Linked DNA regions of Mus musculus: region 2 is linked to region 1. Evidence: chromatin contacts called from public HiChIP or PLAC-seq data. All regions are on one chromosome and are shown on one strand. Each heading gives the region's core, a stretch centred on a gene start, on an enhancer-like site or on the middle of the called end of the contact. The rest is flanking DNA. Distances are from core to core; before and after follow the strand shown.

The links. HiChIP or PLAC-seq counts read pairs in DNA pulled down with a chosen protein or histone mark.
Region 2: an HNF4G HiChIP or PLAC-seq map of pancreatic cancer cells shows a contact between it and region 1. The contact joins two enhancer-like sites. A contact is called at or near these places in 3 of 115 datasets of contacts at active chromatin or transcription factors (embryonic stem cells, microglia and pancreatic cancer cells) and 3 of 9 other capture datasets (adipose tissue, liver and pancreatic islet).

What each region holds. Positions count from the first base shown.
Region 1 is chr2:35,170,170-35,174,369 of GRCm38.p6, reverse strand. Cntrl (centriolin) reads right to left here. Exons shown (of 44, transcript NM_001379274.1): 36 at 3,723-3,911; 37 at 3,124-3,349; 38 at 2,327-2,532; 39 at 1,213-1,353. Among named protein-coding and RNA genes, the nearest start is that of Rab14, 29 kb to the left of the region's middle. Within about 2 kb of position 2,824, at least 42 of the 459 cell types and tissues checked have an H3K27ac peak or open chromatin away from gene starts, as enhancers often do. A contact at or near this core is called in adipose tissue and pancreatic cancer cells, where this site is marked.
Region 2 is chr2:35,267,782-35,272,261 of GRCm38.p6, reverse strand. It overlaps Gm39795 (a long non-coding RNA gene), which reads left to right. Exons shown (of 3, transcript XR_003954036.1): 3 at 3,757-4,480. It also overlaps a transcript of Gsn not described here. Among named protein-coding and RNA genes, the nearest start is that of Gm39795, 3.7 kb to the left of the region's middle. Within about 2 kb of position 2,076, at least 123 of the 459 cell types and tissues checked have an H3K27ac peak or open chromatin away from gene starts, as enhancers often do. A contact at or near this core is called in adipose tissue and pancreatic cancer cells, where this site is marked.

The sequences.
Region 1 (4,200 bases), core at 1,575-4,074:
CTGTGGCGGGGCCACTCCTAGGCTGATGGTCCCGAGTTGTACAAGAAAGCAGTCTGAGCAGGCCATGAGAAGAACGCTAGTAAGCAGCTTCCTGCCAGTAAGCAGAGTTCCTCCAAGTTCCTCCAAGGCATGCTTCACTTCCTGTCCTGATGAAGTGTGGCCTGAGGGCTGCGAGCTGAAATTAACCCCTTCCTTCCCAAGGTGCTTTTGGTCATGGTCTTTTAGCATAGCAACAGAAACTCTAAGATGGGAATCTTGTCAAAAAGCAAGGTGGACATCTGAGGAATGGCGCCTGCGTGTGATCTTTGCCCTCCACATGTATGTGTACAGATGTATATTGCTACAGACAAGGGCATGGGTGCGCATGCACACACACAACACAAAAAGTCAGCCAGTAAACTTGCAAGCATGAAGACCTGAGCTCAAGCCCCAGAACACACATAACCGTGCTGGGCATGGGGGCTCACTGCAGGCCAGTCCATCTAAACACATGCTGGCATTCCTGAGAATGAGAGCCAAGGCTCCTCCCACTCCCACACACATATCCACCAGCACACTCAGGTCCTGGGCCTGCACACCCACTTAAAGCCAGTCAGCTGAGCTGGCTTAGCAGGTAAGGCACTTGTTAATAAGCCTCACACCGAACTGAATCCTCAGAGCCCAGTTCACGAGCAGAACGGCCTCCCACAAGTTGTCTTCTGACCTCCTCATGCTCACCACGGTGTGGGCGCACACACGTACACATTCACACATAACCATAAATCTGTAAATAAATAAGATCACTTTAAAACGCTAGTTCATGGGCTGGTGAGATGGCTCAGTGGGTAAGAGCACCCGACTACTCTTTCGAAGGTCCGAAGTTCAAATCCCAGCAACCACATGCTAGCTCACAACCATCCGTAATGAAATCTGACTCCCTCTTCTGGAGTGTCTGAAGACAGCTACAGTGTACTTACATATAATAAAAATAAATAAATCTTTTTTAAAAAAAAGCTAGTTCATTTAATTTTAAGAGTAGATTTTCAACCAATTCTTTTTCCTTAAGTTTATGTCTAAATTTTAAGGCTAAGAAAAAAATTAACTTGAAGAACACTCTTTACAGTCAGCTTTCACAAGTCCCACATTCCTGTTAAAGAGATACTGACAACAATAAACCCTGCCTGTGCCCGCACAGTGGCCCGGGCTGGTCAGCTGGGGTTCTGGGGTGCACACCTGTTTCTTGAGTTCCAGGTACTCCTGCTGCATCTGGCTCAGCTCCTTCATGAGGCGCCTGGCCCTCTCGTGGTTGTCCTGGGCCACCAGCTCAATTGTAGCCATTTCCTTTTGCATGCAGCTGTTCTCCTGCTTCTGCTCCTAGCATGCAGGGAGGCAAAGGACTTTGCAGACACACACGGGTTCCACACTCACCAGCAATGTAAAGACCTCAGTTTCTACAACTGTGAAATGGAGCATTCTGGAGGCAGGTGTAGTGTGACTGGGAGAATTTGAATCCAGTGTTTGAAGCCAAATCTTTAGCAGTACCTCTGACAAGTCACCTTCCCCTCCCTCAGCCCCATCAGTGACCCATGAAAGGGCAACATCCTTCAGGGGCTGTAGGGATTATCATTTATTGATTTGAGACAGGGTCTCACTGTGTAGCTCTGGTTGGCCTGGAACTCACTGTAAGACCAGGCTGGCCTCGAACTCACAGAGATCCTCCAGCCTCTGGTTTTGAGTCTGGGATTAGAGGACTGGGCCACCATGGCCAGCTTAAATCTATCTTTCCGATCATCCTGCCCAAGTCCTAGTTAAAGCACACCACCTTCTGATAACGCATCAGATTTCCTTCATACAGCAGTTCTACTAGTCCCTCCAGAGAGCGCTGGAAACAGCCACTCCTGGAAACACTGTGCACACTGCTCTGACTGATGTCATCACCACCCCACCCCTTAGGTCATGGGTAAAAGCATGGTAGACCAGGCTTCCTGGTTTTAACGCTTGATAAAAATTAATGCTGAACAAAAAGGGCAGATTGCCACAAACAGGCTGCCTGAGGCTCTGCAAAGGTGCCTACCAACCCAATGCCTAGAGCCTGCAGTGGGCTGAGCAGAGGGCAGAGCTCCCTACTGTGCTGTGCTGTCCACAGGATGGCTGCTGGCAGCCAAGACTCACTGTGTGCTTCAACAATCAATTATGACAAAATACACCAATAATAACCACTGGGGTAGGGCCTGGGTTGATGGATGATTTATTTTCTTCATAATGAAGCTGTGTATAAGAAAAATGCATGTGTCAAGTCGGGTAAACGTATTGATTTCCCTACACTCCCAGGGCAGCAAACACTCACCAGGAGGTTTTTCTCCAGCTGACTGCGCTGGATCTTCAGTGCTTCCTTTAGCCCGGCCACCTGCTTCTCTGCCTTCTTCCTTTCTGTTAAGAACTGGTTCCTCAGGAGGCTGAAGTCGGCCCTCATATCGTCAGCCTCTTTCTGCAGGGCCAGCAGCTCACCTGACTTGGCCATTAGCTGCTGCTCCCGTTCTGAAAGCTGCTGTTCTGGAATGTGAGTGTGCACACTTAGTAGGGTTGGCCGTGGCCCTGGGCCAGCTGTGGGCAGAGCCCTGTGCTCCTTAGTGCAGGCTGCCTGTTAGTGAGTGGAATGTTCCCTACTCTGCTGTTTCCCTCTAGTACTGGCTCGCACAAGTCTGCGGCCTACTCCACAGGCTCAAGAAAGTTTCGCCAAGGGAGAGCAAACTGACTCCAAAGTAAATCCAACTCTAGCTTAGCTCATGCATTCAACCTTCGGCTGCTGACACTGTGTTTCCCAATAGCTGAGGTCACTACTCCCAAATAACTTGTCCTTCAGAGACTCTAACATCCCACTGTAATGTCCTGCTTTCCTGTGCACGGTTCAAGGGCACGAAGAGACACATTGGCCAGTCTCAGGGTCAAACTTCACCATAAAGATACATTCGCCCTACCTCCCTGCGTCCTTGGCCATCCTTCCCAGGGCTGTTGCCTTCCTTCCTGCTTTGGCTCTCCTGCCTCCTCCTGGGGTGGCCAGGTCTGGGTCTTCCTCACATACTTCACCAGACGACCAGGACAGCCCCGCTCCCACCCTTCCCTGGATGGTGGCCGTGGACTTACTGGCCTGGGACAGCATCCTCTCCAGGCCCTCAATGCGCCGCTCCTCTTCCTGCAGGGTTCCCAGGCGTCCTTCAGCTGCCGACACGTCTGTGAGCAGCTGCTTCAGCCTGCTTTTCTGGTCCGTCAGCTCCTTCTCCAGCTGCCTCTGCTGCTGCTCCAGCGTCACTTTACCAGCCTCGAACTTCTGCTCCTCACGTTCTCTTTCTTTCTGGAGTTTTTGAAACATCTGAATAGAGAGACAATAACCTGAGTCGATCATTAAAAGAACAAATGTCCCAGATGATCCTCAGATTCCAGTTCCAAAGAGAGAAGCGCTTACAGAGAAGGGGAGACAGACAGACAGACAGACAGACAGACAGAACAAATGCCAGTGCCTCTGTAACGATGAAGCCACCTGGCCACTGTGAGAAGATACAGGTCGCTAATTAACTAGCATGTGGCCACTAAGCTCTTTACAGGATGAGTGCTGGATGACTTAACAACCTATCAGTTATATTAACCAAAGAGTCCCAGAGAAGGTGCACATGGGCAGTGTGACCTGGGTGGGGAGGTGGGAAGCCCAGAGCCCCGGGAAGCGAGTACCCCTCTGAGCACAGTACCATCTCCTGCTGGTCCAGCCGGAGCTTGCTCTCTCTGATCTCATCCTGGAGCTGCTGGACTTGCTGTTCCTTTGTCTCCGTCTCTTTCTGGCAGCTCTCTAACCTGGCCATCCATTTGCTGATGTCCTCCTGCAGCTGCGTCTGCTCATTGAGCAACTCGTTCTGGCACTTGGTGGTGTGGATCAGGTCCTTTAGGCAAAAGAACACACGGAAACACCTCACAGAGCCACTTCCTAAGGTGACGGTGTCAGTCCAGAGCCCACCAAGTCTGAAAAGTGCCACCTCCTTTATCCTCTCAGCAAACTTAGAGGAAGGTACCCAGGACTAGAAGTTAATTCCTGGCTTTCCTTGTCTTAGCGCCTAACAAGTAGATGGTGAGACCACAGTGAGAGCTTCCCGGCCTTGCCACCGAGGCAGGAATAAACGCTGCTCTGCAAGTAACCCAGGGCTGTCGAGAAAATGAAGGTGCTGGACTCAA
Region 2 (4,480 bases), core at 827-3,326, 99 kb before region 1:
CCCAGCCTTGGACTGTGTAGATCTGGGTGGGCCCAGGAACCCAATTCTAAGAATCAACCCCCAATGGGAACCACTTGGTAAAAATCATAGTTGGGAAAACTGAGGCTAAGCAGGAGAAGGGGACCTGATGGGTCTCCTTAACCAAACAGCAGGACAGCTGGGACTAGCTGGTCCCTTTCCTGTTTTCTTCTCTCCTTTCCCTCTGCCTCCTTCCTAGGGCGGGCTGCTCCTGCCATCAGCTGTGACTCAGAGTTCTGAGTCATCATGTGGCACTACAGAAGGAACTTCTTAAGAAAAACAATCCCTTACACAAAACTCCCCTGTTCTTAGGAACAGGATAGGCCCCAAGGGCTAGGAGGAGGAGAGAGAATTGGGGCAGCGTGGGAAGCCAGGACTGCCCAGACCTGACTTGAGCAGAGCCCTACACAAGGAGCCTCAGTTCCTCACCTGCAAATAAGACTTCTACTGCACACAGATACTCAGCATGCAGCGGGCATCATGACAAGAACTCTGTGTGTGTGTGTGTGTGTGTGTGTGTGTGCATGTAGAGGCTAGAGATCTTAATTTGGGGGGGGGGGCATGTTTACTCCTTGAACTGGGAGCTCACATATTGGCTCTAACAGTCTAAGCAGGAAGCCCTAGGTGATCTTCTCTCTGCTTTCCCTTCCCACCTCGCCTTGCCTCGCCTTCCCTCTCTCTCCTCCCCTCCCCTCCCCTCCCCTCCCCTCCCCTCTCCTCTCCCCTCCCCTGGACTCTGGTTATAGAGATGCCAGGGAGCCAACAGGTGTGTGGGGCCAGCACTTTACCTTCTGAGCCATCTCCTCAGCTCCATGATATGAGCCTCATAAGCACCATTTAAAACTTACGGTGCCATCATCCAGCTTCGTAGATAAGGAAACGGGCTCACAGAGCTTCAGCTGAAGACCAACCACACAATTGGGAACCTCAAATCAGAGTTTAAATTCAGGGCTACTTGATTTTTTGAAGCCTGTTACTCTGTGTGTGTCTCTCTCCCCCTCTCTGTCTCTGTCTCTGTCTCTGTCTCTCCCTCTTCCTCCCCACCCCCCCTTACAAAGCACCTACTGGCTGCTCTTGCAGAGAACCTGAGTTCAGTTCCCAGCACTAAATGGCAACTCACACCCATCATCTGTATGTAACTCCATTTGCAGGGGATGCAACGTCCTCTTGGGGTCTCCTCAGCACCAGACACACATACAGCGATGAAGAGATGCAGGTGAAACACATAAAATAAAAATACATCGCATTTATTTGTTTATTTATTTATTTTTAAGATTTTATTTACTTGCATGAGTTCTGCCGGCCAATATCGCTGTGCCACATGCATGCATTGCTCTTGGAGGCCAGAAGAGGGCATCAGAACAGGCAGAGAACAGTTTGCTGGCTAAACTGGCTAACCTGCCTGCCCCGCCTGAGCATGCTGCAGAAAGCACCCTCAAGTCCCTGCTACTTGCCATTCCTGTTAGGGCTTCTGTCCTCAGCCATGGCCGGGCAGGGCAGAAGGGAAAAGGCCTTTGACATAGGCCAGGCTAATCACACAGGCCTATAAATAGGACCCTGTGGCTTGGGCTGAAATAGCTGCGCCAGCCCCGACTCCACAGGCAGCAGAGTACAAACAGCCTCCGCCTCCTCTCCCCCACAGTTAACCGAACATTATTCACGCTCCTTGGAGGCAGCGGGTTGGAGCAAAGAGCCACACCTACCTAGAGGGAATCCTGGACCTGGGCCTAGGCTCCTTTTTTTCTGCTTCTTATTTCCATTGCTTCTGCCTGGGACTCAGTTTCCAAAACTGTGAACTAGGGAGGTCAGTTGTGAGCCTTTGGGCCCTTCCAGCCAGGATGCTCTTAGTCTGCCTGTGGCACCCTCTGCTTTTCACACCTACTTCTTTGTGCCCTGCCCCATCAATTTGGAAACTGTGTTTTATCATCGTCCTCAACCTCCTCCTCCTCATCATCATCATCATCATCTCAGTCCTGGGAACCAATCCCAGGGCCCAGCCTACCCTAGGCAAGCATTCTTATTATCTGAGCTATATCCATAGCCTCTGTTGTTGTGTTGTTTAGGATTTTTAAGAACCTAGCCATCCTGAGTGCTGAGAGCCCAGGATGAAGAGTTGAACAAGTCCTGACCAGTTCCTCCATGCTTGGCCTTGGGCCAGACACCAGTGCTAAAGGCATTTCCAACCCTCCTTTCCCCACCCCCAAATCTTCCTGGTGGCCTCTGTGAGCTCTGCTGGGAACATCTTGTTTCTGGTTCAGATTACAGACTTGTGGCCACAGAGGAGTCCCCAGTGGGCAACTTGTGACCTGGGCAGGGCCTTCACCAACGGTAAAACCAAGGCTCCCCAGCCGTCCCATGTACTTAAACCAGGCTTCTCGGCTTCTTCCCAGCCACCATCCAGCCCTAGTTCATGGGTGCAGAAAGCCAAACTGAGAGGGACTGGGGCACCTTCGGGTTAGAGAGATAGTGACTCAGACTCAGACTCAGACTCTCTCACTCCTGAATCCAGAGCTGCAGAGATCTAACTCAAGTCAGCCTAGCTGGACAGTGGGGACAGAACCCAACAAGAACAAAGAACAGAGAAGACCAGCCTGGCTATTCGCTATTCCCCTCCCCATCTCGCTCCCCCACTTTGTGTGTGTGTCTGTGTCTGAGTGTATGTTTATGTATGTATGTATGTATGTATGTATGTATGTATCTGTATAAATGTGTATATGTGTATGTCTCTGTGTGCCAATGTGTGTGTGTGTGTGTGTGTGTGTGTGTGCGCGTGTGTAGTGAAGGGAAGCGACAGGGCTTCACTGGTAACACACATTCTCTCCTACCAGCTCTCAGCATTGCCTGCTCTGACCCACCCTCCCCTTTGCCTTCCACCAATTGGCTGCTCTACAATCCCATCAATCAAATTATTCCTCTCCTTGACAGCCATCTATGCGGTGACCCAGAAAATTGAAACTAACTTTCAAGGTCTCTCTAGACATCCCTGTCACCTCCGGCCGCTCCCAACTCAGTCTCCACCCATGACTCACTTGTCCTCAGGCACATTGGGCTCCTCCAGGTGACCAGCCCCTTGCACATAATGCTCATCTCAGCCCAGTGCTAATCTCAGGGGCATGAAAAGCTGACTGGCTCCCTGGGCGTCTTGGAAGTCAGCAAATGCACCCTGGGTATCAGCCACCACTGTCTCCTCATGGATTAAAGTATCACTGCTCTTGCAGGATGGTACAGCTCACCTCTCTTTCCAGTACAGAAGTCAGCAAGGGCTGCCTAGGAAAGGGAGGGTGGGGCAAAGAACCAAGAGGATCTTGGGAAAGCGCTCATTTCCCAGGACTTCTCAACATAAGGCCTCACATGAGGAAGCACTGGGGCACTTCAATGAGGAAAACCCTAAAGCAACAACACCACATTGGGTGTGTGTGTGCGCCCGTGTGTGTCTGTATGTGTGTGTACATCTGTGTGTGTGTGTATGTGCATGTGTGCATACATGATGGTTCCACTAATAAAATTCTCCTGGTCTCCCACTGGGAAGCTCCTGAAAGCCCCCAGTAGCCTGGAGTAAAACCCACAGTCAAGGGCAGCATGGCCTTATCCCCTTGTCTGAACTTTCCCCATTCCCTCTGAGGGATGCTCTCCCTGCCTAGCCACCCTGCTGTCCTGTACTCAAGCTTTTCTGCACTGTCCACCTGCCCCACCCCCCACCCCCACCCCCGGGCACCTAAACTATCTCCTCCTCCTCAGGTGAAGAAAATCTGACTCAGTGGCAGGAATGACTATCTACACAGGATGCATGGAAAGGATTCGTTCTTTGCCCATTCTCCAACACTCAGCTCAGGGCCTAAATATCTGTCACGTGATTCATGGATTCCAGAATCCGGTGAGCATTTAAGTAAAAAAAAAACAAAAGCCCAGAAAGGGTGGGGTGGGGCAGCTCAGGAAAACAGACCGGCCAGCCTCTCCCACAGCAAAGAAGAGAATGTTCTAGATGAAGAGAAAGCAATCAGTGTGCCAGAGACTTGTGACAAGGCTATCTGCGGATCTGACAGGACCCCGGGTCATCTTGCTCACATGGAGTTCATGGAGGTACAGGACAAGAACAAGCAGGCCAGCTCAGCAAGCGCTCATACTCAGCTAGACCCAAGCAGGTCTGCTTGTGGTCCTGCGGTGTTTGCAAAAGCAGGGCAGGCAGGGAGAATGCAAGGTCCTTGTGACATTGCTAGAGAGCAAAGTACACACAGAAAGGGACACTCCTTACTGATAAAAATCTCTCAGAGGCAGCTCCCTCATGGAGCGAAACAGCACCCCAGAAGCCAGACATGGTTCTTCAGTGTCAGCTGGGGCCAGGCCAGGCCTCTGTCTGGGCCTAGAGAACCTTCCAGGAACCCCTAGCTCCAAGGACTAAGTGTCTTGATGACCATCAAAGGCCCTTTTATCTAGACTTTAAGAGGGATAGTAGGCGGCTCCT